Linked DNA regions of Zea mays: regions 2 and 3 are each linked to region 1. The links are chromatin contacts, called in public Hi-C maps. All regions are on one chromosome and are shown on one strand. Each heading gives the region's core, a stretch centred on a gene start, on an enhancer-like site or on the middle of the called end of the contact. The rest is flanking DNA. Distances are from core to core; before and after follow the strand shown.

Evidence for each region. A called contact is a pair of places that touch in the nucleus more often than the background predicts.
Region 2: a Hi-C map of ear shows a contact between it and region 1, with 2.5 times the contacts expected there. The contact joins the promoter of LOC100273794 here to the promoter of LOC100280481 in region 1. A contact is called at or near these places in 3 of 25 Hi-C or Micro-C datasets (ear, endosperm and tassel).
Region 3: a Hi-C map of leaf shows a contact between it and region 1, with 2.7 times the contacts expected there. The contact joins the promoter of LOC542319 here to the promoter of LOC100280481 in region 1. A contact is called at or near these places in 14 of 25 Hi-C or Micro-C datasets (bundle sheath, ear, endosperm and 4 more) and 1 of 3 datasets of contacts at active chromatin or transcription factors (leaf).

Annotation. Positions count from the first base shown.
Region 1 is chr2:84,665,625-84,668,677 of Zm-B73-REFERENCE-NAM-5.0, forward strand. LOC100280481 (lactoylglutathione lyase) reads left to right here and starts at 1,497. Exons shown (of 8, transcript NM_001153401.2): 1 at 1,497-1,628; 2 at 1,729-1,863; 3 at 2,564-2,625. The coding sequence starts at 1,557.
Region 2 is chr2:84,427,237-84,430,289 of Zm-B73-REFERENCE-NAM-5.0, forward strand. LOC100273794 reads right to left here and starts at 1,562. Exons shown (of 11, transcript NM_001360446.1): 1 at 1,417-1,562; 2 at 742-789; 3 at 480-526. The coding sequence starts at 1,483. It also overlaps the pseudogene LOC103646642.
Region 3 is chr2:84,819,090-84,822,142 of Zm-B73-REFERENCE-NAM-5.0, forward strand. It overlaps LOC542319 (acetyl-coenzyme A carboxylase), which reads left to right and starts at 1,407. Exons shown (of 33, transcript NM_001111903.1): 1 at 1,407-1,644; 2 at 2,102-2,159; 3 at 2,641-3,007. The coding sequence starts at 1,443.

The sequences.
Region 1 (3,053 bases), core at 247-2,746:
ACGGAGGGGACATGAAGAGTGGCCGTTGTTGGGGAGGGGACGGGAGGAGTCGTGGTTGGAGAGGGGAGGGGACGGGAGGAGGAAGAAAAACATGACATATGAGGTCCGATAGAAACATTAAAACAAGAGTAAGAAAGACATAGGTCATAGGATGAAAACGGGTCGGGTATATCCGTCGGGTATCAGAATACGGGTAGTGTAAATACCCGTTTTTTCGGATACGGATTCGAGTAGTTTTATATTCGGGACAGATACACTATCCAGATTCGGGTCGGATACAGAGCGAGGACTACCCGAAAAATACCCAGATATTCGGGTCGGATACGGGTAACCGAAACTCGGGTACCCGTTTTTTCTTTTTCTGCATAATATAGTTATAAAATCACAACTTTTACATATGAAATCGGATGAAGATAAAATTTATATGAAAATTGTAGAGCTTGAAGAGATCTATAACTTTGTAATACATCAATTTTTTGTTTAAACATATCTTTTAGACCAAAATAATTGAAAAAATGTCCAAATTTATATCAAATTAATATACTTTATCATTTTTATGTGTGGGGTTAAGGTTATCTCCACGTGGGAACTTAAGATTATCTTTTTATAGACTATTTATTAGTATTGGTAACTTATTTGTATTTTTCGGTCAATACTACAATATTTTAAGGATTTAATTGTATTTTGATAATTTTCTATGACAAGAAATTAATAATACAGAAATAGCCTAAAAAAATCGTGAAATTTTATGGATACACAGCATATGTCCATATATAACAATAAAAATGTTTGGATCATACAATCTATAAGATGCCCATGTTTTTTCCCTTTCACTTTCACTTATCTGTATGCGTTACATGTGAAATCAATGTAAGTATCCAAGTTTCAACATAATCAGTACTTTACTTTATTATTTTCATACGGGGACTTGAGTTATCTTCATATAAAATTTTATTAGTTTTTGTAACTTATTTGCAATTTTTGAGTGAAACTACAATATTCTATGAATTTTAAATATTGCGGTGTTGTTCTACAATGTCCTTGTGATAAGTAACTTTGAACTGCATGATGTCAATTTTATTGGTTTTCTTTCTTACATTTAATCTATCATATACATAATTATGTATTACTTAACTTATGGATAGTTGGACAATTAATATCATCAGACGAACTACCCGACAATTATCCGGTACCTACCCGAGTAGTATCCGTTATCCGTTTCTTACCCGCCCGTATTATTAACCGGTCCCGTCCTGTATCCGTCCCGAAGCTTAAATAACCGAATCTGGTCTCGTATCCGATAGAAATACATTAAGGTATGATACGAGATGATCATGTATCCGAATGTATCCGTCCCGTTTTTATCCTTAGAAAGACATGCCATGTTAGGAGGCGCTTGGATCTAACTGAGATCCGAATAACAATTAAGGATTGGACTAACACATTTTAAAAGTTTGTAGATGGGGATGACAAACAATTTTAAAGACGGGAAATGTATTTTACTCATATAGATAATCTTATATAAAAATAGGTTTATATATCCTGGTGCTCTTGCCATGGCTGGTGCATCGCTCCTCTCCCCATCCTGCACGCTCCTCCGCCTGATTCCCAGCGCGTCGCACTTCAAGGTCCCGTGTTCCGTACTGGAGGATTTGGATTGATGATTATGGTGACTTTCGCTCAGGTTTCACTCACCATTCCCCGTTGGGAATTTTCTTGATTTCGTAGAGATTCGATCGGGTTCGCCGGTTCGCGCCCGCCGCCATGGCGACTTCCTCAGGACCAAAGGAGGCGCCAGCGAATAACCCTGGGCTCCAGACCGAGGTCGACCCCGCCACCAAAGGCTACTTCTTGCAACAAACGGTAACGCGAGCTTTACTCCTGTCTATTTCACCGAGGGAGTGTGTTTATCAAGCACATGTGCGTGCTATTCAGCTCGGGTTTCCAGTTTTGGTGCTCGATGTGTGGATTCACATAAGTAGTCGTGGCGCACTTCATAAGCAGTGGGATAATCAGTCAGTAGTTGCTGTGCTCTATATCCTATTTGCTCCCCCATCCCGTCCCAATCCAAATTTGCTGCTGCTCTTGTCTTGTGGGATGCAAAGAAAAAATGTATCTGATGAATAATGCATTTGATACCTGTCAAACAATCTGGATATCTCAATTCTGAAGCAGATCCAACTCTGAGCTCACTTTGTTACAAGGGCCAGACATCACAAATAACTAAGCACATATATGCAAAATCCTGTGGGCGCTGGCAAAATCACCATCATTTTTTTTCTCAAACACGCAGGAGAACTGCGTATCATTATATTAAGAAAAGGAAGAATATACATGGATACCGACTTCTGCAAAAAATTGATGCTTAGGAATGCTACTAAATGGGCCCTTGATTGTAAATATCTGACAGGCTTGTATTGCTACTATTCCTGTTTGTTTGCTAAACTAAAATCATTCCGTAGTTTTGGAATTAACCATTGGTGGGCCAGCTTATCCCCATAAGCATTTCTGATGTTGTACTTGCCGAGGTAATGATCACAAAAATTTATGTTCTTTGTTTCAGATGTTACGTGTGAAGGACCCAAAAGTGAGCCTTGACTTCTACTCACGTGTGATGGGCATGTCGTGAGTTTAATTTCTTTCTCTTCCTCCAAATAATATATCCATGCTGAGAAAAAAACAATAACAGCTCATATCTGTTCTTTATAGTTTTGTCCTGTAAATGTAGGGATGTTCTTGAGTGGGATGTTCTTGAGAAAAAAACAATAACAGCCCTAACCCTAGTTAGATTGTGTTAGACTGTGTATGGATTTTATGTGGTTGTGTGTTATGGGCCTAGCCTAGCCCATGTAGGCCATTAGGGTTAGGGAGATATATAATGTATCCCCTACACCCAACCTAGGATATGGATAATTATTCCTTGAATATGGTATCATACTGCCTCCTTTCCTAGCCTGTGGTCGCCGCCGTGCTAGCCCTGGAGCCCATCCTCTTCCTTCCTCTTCTTTCTCATCAATCATGGTGTTGGAACTGTGACTCCTGAGGTGGTATGA
Region 2 (3,053 bases), core at 312-2,811, 240 kb before region 1:
GGACGAAGGGCCTGACATCTCCGATACCAGATTGTTATGAGCGGCAGATGGCTGCGAAGGTTAGAGGGCGATGGCTAGGGTTAGAGGGCGACGGCTAGGGTTAGGGCGCTGGGGAGGCCGGCCGTAGGGCTTTGCCCACGGCCGGCAAGAGAGAAGGGATTTCCTTCTAATCTCTTGCTTACTTTCAATTGATACAATCCCTCCCCTTATATAGAGAGGGTTACTTGACCTCTAAGTACTAGATCTAATCTTATCTCTAATTCTAATATTATCCCAAATTAGCCTTATCTTTATCTGACCTTATCTTTATTTAACCAACCCGAGGGGCGTGCTACAGTACCGTGTAGCGGCCCTATAGCAGGCCCTCTTCGGCCCTGGCAACAACGTTGTGCGTTCGAGAGAGAAAACTATGCCTCACACATGCATAATATTTATGGAGATTATACAACTTAAGGCATGAATGTGAAACCAGAACTTACATATCCAAGGCGAAGAAGAACAGCCTCTGGATCACTATCTGCATGCACTATATTTGTGATGCATAAAAAAAAGAAAATTCAGTGACACACACTCAAAGGGAACCTAAACTAAAGTTGAATACATGGGAATAAACAGGTAGATAATTTGATATTGCAAAATAGAAACAAAAATGACAGAATTTGTAGTGTAATGCAAAAGAAATGAGAAAATACACCCAAGCATGCATATTGGAGTTCAGCAAAATAGGGAGGGAACACATACCTGAATAGCCATCTAGTCGATGAAGAAGTGCTAACTGAAGCAAAGATCCTATGTTCAGGGAAAAGGAAGCAAAATGCAACTAAAATAAAATTAGTAAATTATGTAAAATGTACACAATTTTGTAAATGCTAGCTGGAGTTAAGAAACCAGTATTTGAGGATAAGAGAAGCATTGTTAAACTAGATGCTGAAGCTATTTACATGAAGAACACTAAAAACTACACATGGCATCGTGCATGCCAAGACGCCCAAAGCAACCATGCTTCGGCACCAAGTTCAATTCAATGCCCCATTAAACTGACAGACACTAAAGCCGTATCCACTCCCCACTCCGGCAAACTGTAACTGCTCCGAAGTGAACCTGCTGAGGGGTGTAGATGCGTAGTGCCTGAATGGAGTCGAATTTCCGCGATTTACCCTACGCGCCTACGCAAAACGCTCATCGAACACAGATGCGTCAGATTTAATGGGGAAACTGACAGTTCACTGGCACCTGAGCAGCCGGAGAGAAGCATGCTCGACATTCCGCCGCCTCCCCCAACTAGCCCGAGCCACGCTCAGACTCGATCCAGCAAGAAGCCAAGCTGAGACAAGAGAATGCAAACCGAGGGGCCGCAGGAGCCGCGGGGCGAAACGAGGGGAGTAGATGGAGGCGCGGTGCGTGCTCAGTGCTCACCAAGGATCATGCCGAGTGTGACGAAGGTGGCCAGAGGCAGCAGGCGCCGCGCCCGCCACCGCGCCATCCCCGCCGAATCTCGTCGTGCCCGTGACACACGGGTGCCCACTATGGAGCAGAGGTATGGCGCTTGAGTCAACTGGCTGTGCTCAGCAGGCTGCAGAATTTGCAAAAAACAGACTTGTGGAGTTTGAAATAGCACGCAAAGCTTGTTCGTCTGTCTCAATTCACGTGAATTTTTACATAATAAAAGACACATAGTCGGCCTCAAACGAGGTTAAGGCCAATTATCTTTACTACTCTATAAGAGAGCAAAGTAGGCGTTCACCACCAGTTTCACCGTGGCTCCGCTCCCGTGATTCGCGTGCCCCCGCCTGCTCCCGCACCCGTCCTCGCGATGCCCGCCCCTGCGCCCGCCCCGTCCCCGTGACGCACGCCGCGGTGCCCCCGCCCGCTCGTGATGCCCCGGCATCCCGTGCTATCGGCTGCCCCCGTCCGTGTGTGATGCTCGCGGCCGTCGCCTCTGCTTCCACGCGACCCGCGGCGAAATCCTGGAGCCGCACCTCAGCGTCGACGATGGAGGAGGACGGGCCTGCGAAGGACAGCATGGTCAGGCCGGGGTCCGTCGCCGCCGCGCCCCACGACGGAGACCCGGAAGCCGCTGGCCAGTCCATGCCACCGCCAGCCAAGAAGGAAAGGAGGGCCTCCGCCCTGCTCCCAAACAAGAAAGGTATACTCATCTTTGTGGCTGCTAGAAAAACCATGAATTTATTTCTTATGCGAGCATACAAATATGCTTGTTTTTTTCATTTACATATTTCTCATATTGCCTTTGCACAAAAACCAGAAGATTATTTCTTGTTCAGTTTACTTGTGCATTAGCTAGCGCACAGGTTATCTTGCTTTAATCTGTATGTTATGTTCGCTTTTTTGTCCTACAGATGAATGTGAGTATAGGAATGGGAAGTGGTTTCTGACAATCGTAGACCACTATACTCAGGGTTTGGTTGTAAGCAGTAGCTTTCAGAGAGTTGGTCCTGCAGACTAACCCAGCGAAAAGATTTCGCGTATGAAAAATTCAGATGGCAGCCTGAAGCTTGTGAGATGCCAGAGTTTGAGGCCTCCCAGTTCTTGAGAAGGTACATACTACATAGCCAATGTCGGTACCCCAAATCAGGGGTACCCTCTTCTACAGTATGAAGACGTTGTACACGTACGACGCCTCCAGGCTACACGGAGAACGGCACCCGACCCCACCACATGGGCAGGTCTAAGGGCACCACGTGGCAAGGAAAAATAATACATCCCACGATGCATCATCGGGCCTGGACCTCCACAGAGGGACACCGGACCCCTGTACGTACAAGTCCGGAGCTCCCAAAAGGGCATGTCGGGTCCCTCGGGTGGGCCCCAGGTCCCTCCGAGTAAGATCCAGTCCTTAGCAAGGTCCCGGGACGGGGATGATCCTGGCATGAGTAAGGGTCCGGTGCTGGCACGTGTCCAGGCCATGCCCTACGCTCCCTGCTCAGGCGGAGACCCGCTGCTGTCGCATGGCTTGTGGCCCATGACATAAGCCAACGGGCCGAGCCTGACGTAAGGCCGCTAAAGCAGCGCAGCCTCTGCATTTATTGCGGAGA
Region 3 (3,053 bases), core at 157-2,656, 150 kb after region 1:
ACATACAGGGTTTAAGCTTGGTATGGATTCGTCAGCGCCAAGCCGGGGTTTTGCATGCGCCCGACTGGAGCGGAATTCCGTGAGCCCTGTACGGCAATGGCAACCCCAGGGTTACTGGGGTGGCTGAATGGTCTCGGCTTACGCAATTGTTTGTGGCAGCTGCGTGGGCTAAATGTAGGTTGTCTCTTGTTGCACTGCAGGATGGATGGGTAGCCTCTGGGCCGCCTCTGCTAGTGTCTAGCGTTGCTGACTGTGGTTTATTCAGGGATGCCCATGCCCATGCTAGATTGATAGGTGCCATTCTAATGGTAGGTGGCGGTAAGGTTTATTAAGCTGTAGTATCAGTAGGTAACCTCATGAATCAGGGTTTAAGCACACCTTTTCCTTTGTGTGGGTGCATAAGGAATGCACTTGGCTTCGTTCCCTGCTAGTCTTTGCTCATGTGTCATTCTACCAAGTGGGTTACTGTAACATTGCACTCTATGATGGTTGGTGGTTGTGCATCTTTTTGCTTCCCCTGGTTGTCTAATACCTGCATGTAACTGATGACCTTCTTTTATGTATCATATAGATTACATCCTTTTGTTGTACATCTCAATTCTGAAAAAACAATGTTTTGCATTCTTAGCGCTCTGTGCACAAGGAAAAGGAGGTTTTACCTGCAACTTTTTTTTTCGAGAAAAAACAAACCTTTCTGAAAGGCAGTGATCATTTAGTATAAAGAAAATTTGATTTACTTTCTTCAGAGAGAATATTCCAAACAAACAATTTTCTTACTGTCTGAGCCACGAAATTTGATCTTGATCTTACTTTCACAAGCCACATGAAGCCTTATCATCGCTCTGATAAAAAAACCAAATAGGTGATTCATAGAATGAGAAAAAGAACCTGTTGCCATTTGGGGACCTTGTTGTGTACTCATTATCCCCCCTGCTCAGGTTGAGGTTTCCTTGCCACTGCCACCCCTTGGCCCCTTCTTATACAACCATCTCCATTGAAAAAGATTTTGCACTACATTTGGGCTTCGTATGACAAAAAAGGAAAATAAAACTAAACAGCAGAAACATAGTATAATTATAGGTAAAAGGTTCTGGCAAGTTTGAGTGGAAGAGACCTTTGTATATTTGGACATATTTCACTAGTAAATAGTTTTCTAAAATCTTCATGAATGGTGGCCAATAAACTTGATAAGATCTCAACATGGCAGGTTCCTTCAAAATGAGAGGAAAACTGGAAACATCACAAATATTTTTTAGCGAGTGGCCTATAAATTATAATGTTGCTTTCATTTCTTTGATATTCAAAACTTCCTAAGAGTATTCTGCTAGAGCTCTGATGGTGTCTTTTGCCTCTGTCAGATTTTCCAGGAGTTTTCTTCCCTTTTTATGGCACTGTGCGTTTGAGAAGGTCTTCAATTGTGCTGTCTGGGCCACGGAACGACAATGTCACAGCTTGGATTAGCCGCAGCTGCCTCAAAGGCCTTGCCACTACTCCCTAATCGCCAGAGAAGTTCAGCTGGGACTACATTCTCATCATCTTCATTATCGAGGCCCTTAAACAGAAGGAAAAGCCGTACTCGTTCACTCCGTGATGGCGGAGATGGGGTATCAGATGCCAAAAAGCACAGCCAGTCTGTTCGTCAAGGTACTGTGAATATCTTTTGATACAAGCTAAAATTTTGCTACAGAATATATATTAAAGAGTTCTTTCTTGGCTGGTGTTGTTTATTTGTTTTAACATGCGAAAGGGCCTCTAGTTGAGTTGGTTAGGTGGCCTGAGTACCACTCCTTAAGGTCTTGAGTTTGATTTTCCGTCGGAGCGAATTTTAGGCTAGGGTTACCCCCCCACCCCCACCCGAATCTGCACAGTCCGGTCGTGGTCGTCCTCATATAGGCTACGATGTCATTGTGTATCGGCGGGCCAGGGGTTTAAGAGTTTTCTTGACCTTTGTTAGAAGATCTTAATAATACAATGTCCAAGGGCTGTCTTACCCTGTAGGTCGAGTTTTTAGTTGTTTTAACATGGTAATGTTTGAAGCCTCATTCTAGGTACCAATATAGATATGCTCACTGCTCAGTTTCAAATGTTTGTCTGCATGTAGGTCTTGCTGGCATTATCGACCTCCCAAGTGAGGCACCTTCCGAAGTGGATATTTCACAGTAAGGACTACAATATTTTGCGTACGTTTGTTTTGGAAAAAGAAAATATTCTCAGCTTATTTATACTAGCTTCGCTAATACTGAAATGCTGTCTTAATGTCCTGGTGCTGTATGCTCAATCTTTCATAGTAAATGCTGCAAAATATGTGATGTAACTGTTGCAACACAGCCAGGGACCTGTTATTTAGAGCATGGTGAATGCTCTGGTTCAGTTATATGATGTAGTTATAGCTCATGTTGAAGAATTAGTTGCAGTGTTTGCTGGACAATGGTCACTTATTATAAATCATATCTGCATACACATTTGTGACTTCTGTTGCTGTAAATGCCTGCATTTTTTGAGAAAAATTTAAATGCTTGGCCTAAATTGGACATATATGATAGACACAAAGCTGATTTGAACTTTGTTTATTTTTGACATCCATGCATATTGTCAGTGTTGTGAAAACAATACTAATCTTTTTTTTTTGTCTTTTTCCAGTGGATCTGAGGATCCTAGGGGGCCAACAGATTCTTATCAAATGAATGGGATTATCAATGAAACACATAATGGAAGACATGCCTCAGTGTCCAAGGTTGTTGAATTTTGTGCGGCACTAGGTGGCAAAACACCAATTCACAGTATATTAGTGGCCAACAATGGAATGGCAGCAGCAAAATTTATGAGGAGTGTCCGGACATGGGCTAATGATACTTTTGGATCTGAGAAGGCAATTCAACTCATAGCTATGGCAACTCCGGAAGACATGAGGATAAATGCAGAACACATTAGAATTGCTGACCAATTCGTAGAGGTGCCTGGTGGAACAAACAATAATAACTACGCCAATGTTCAACTCATAGTGGAGGTTAGCCTTGCTAATCTGTTAGTTTACTACTGGTCTGCTGTTTCCT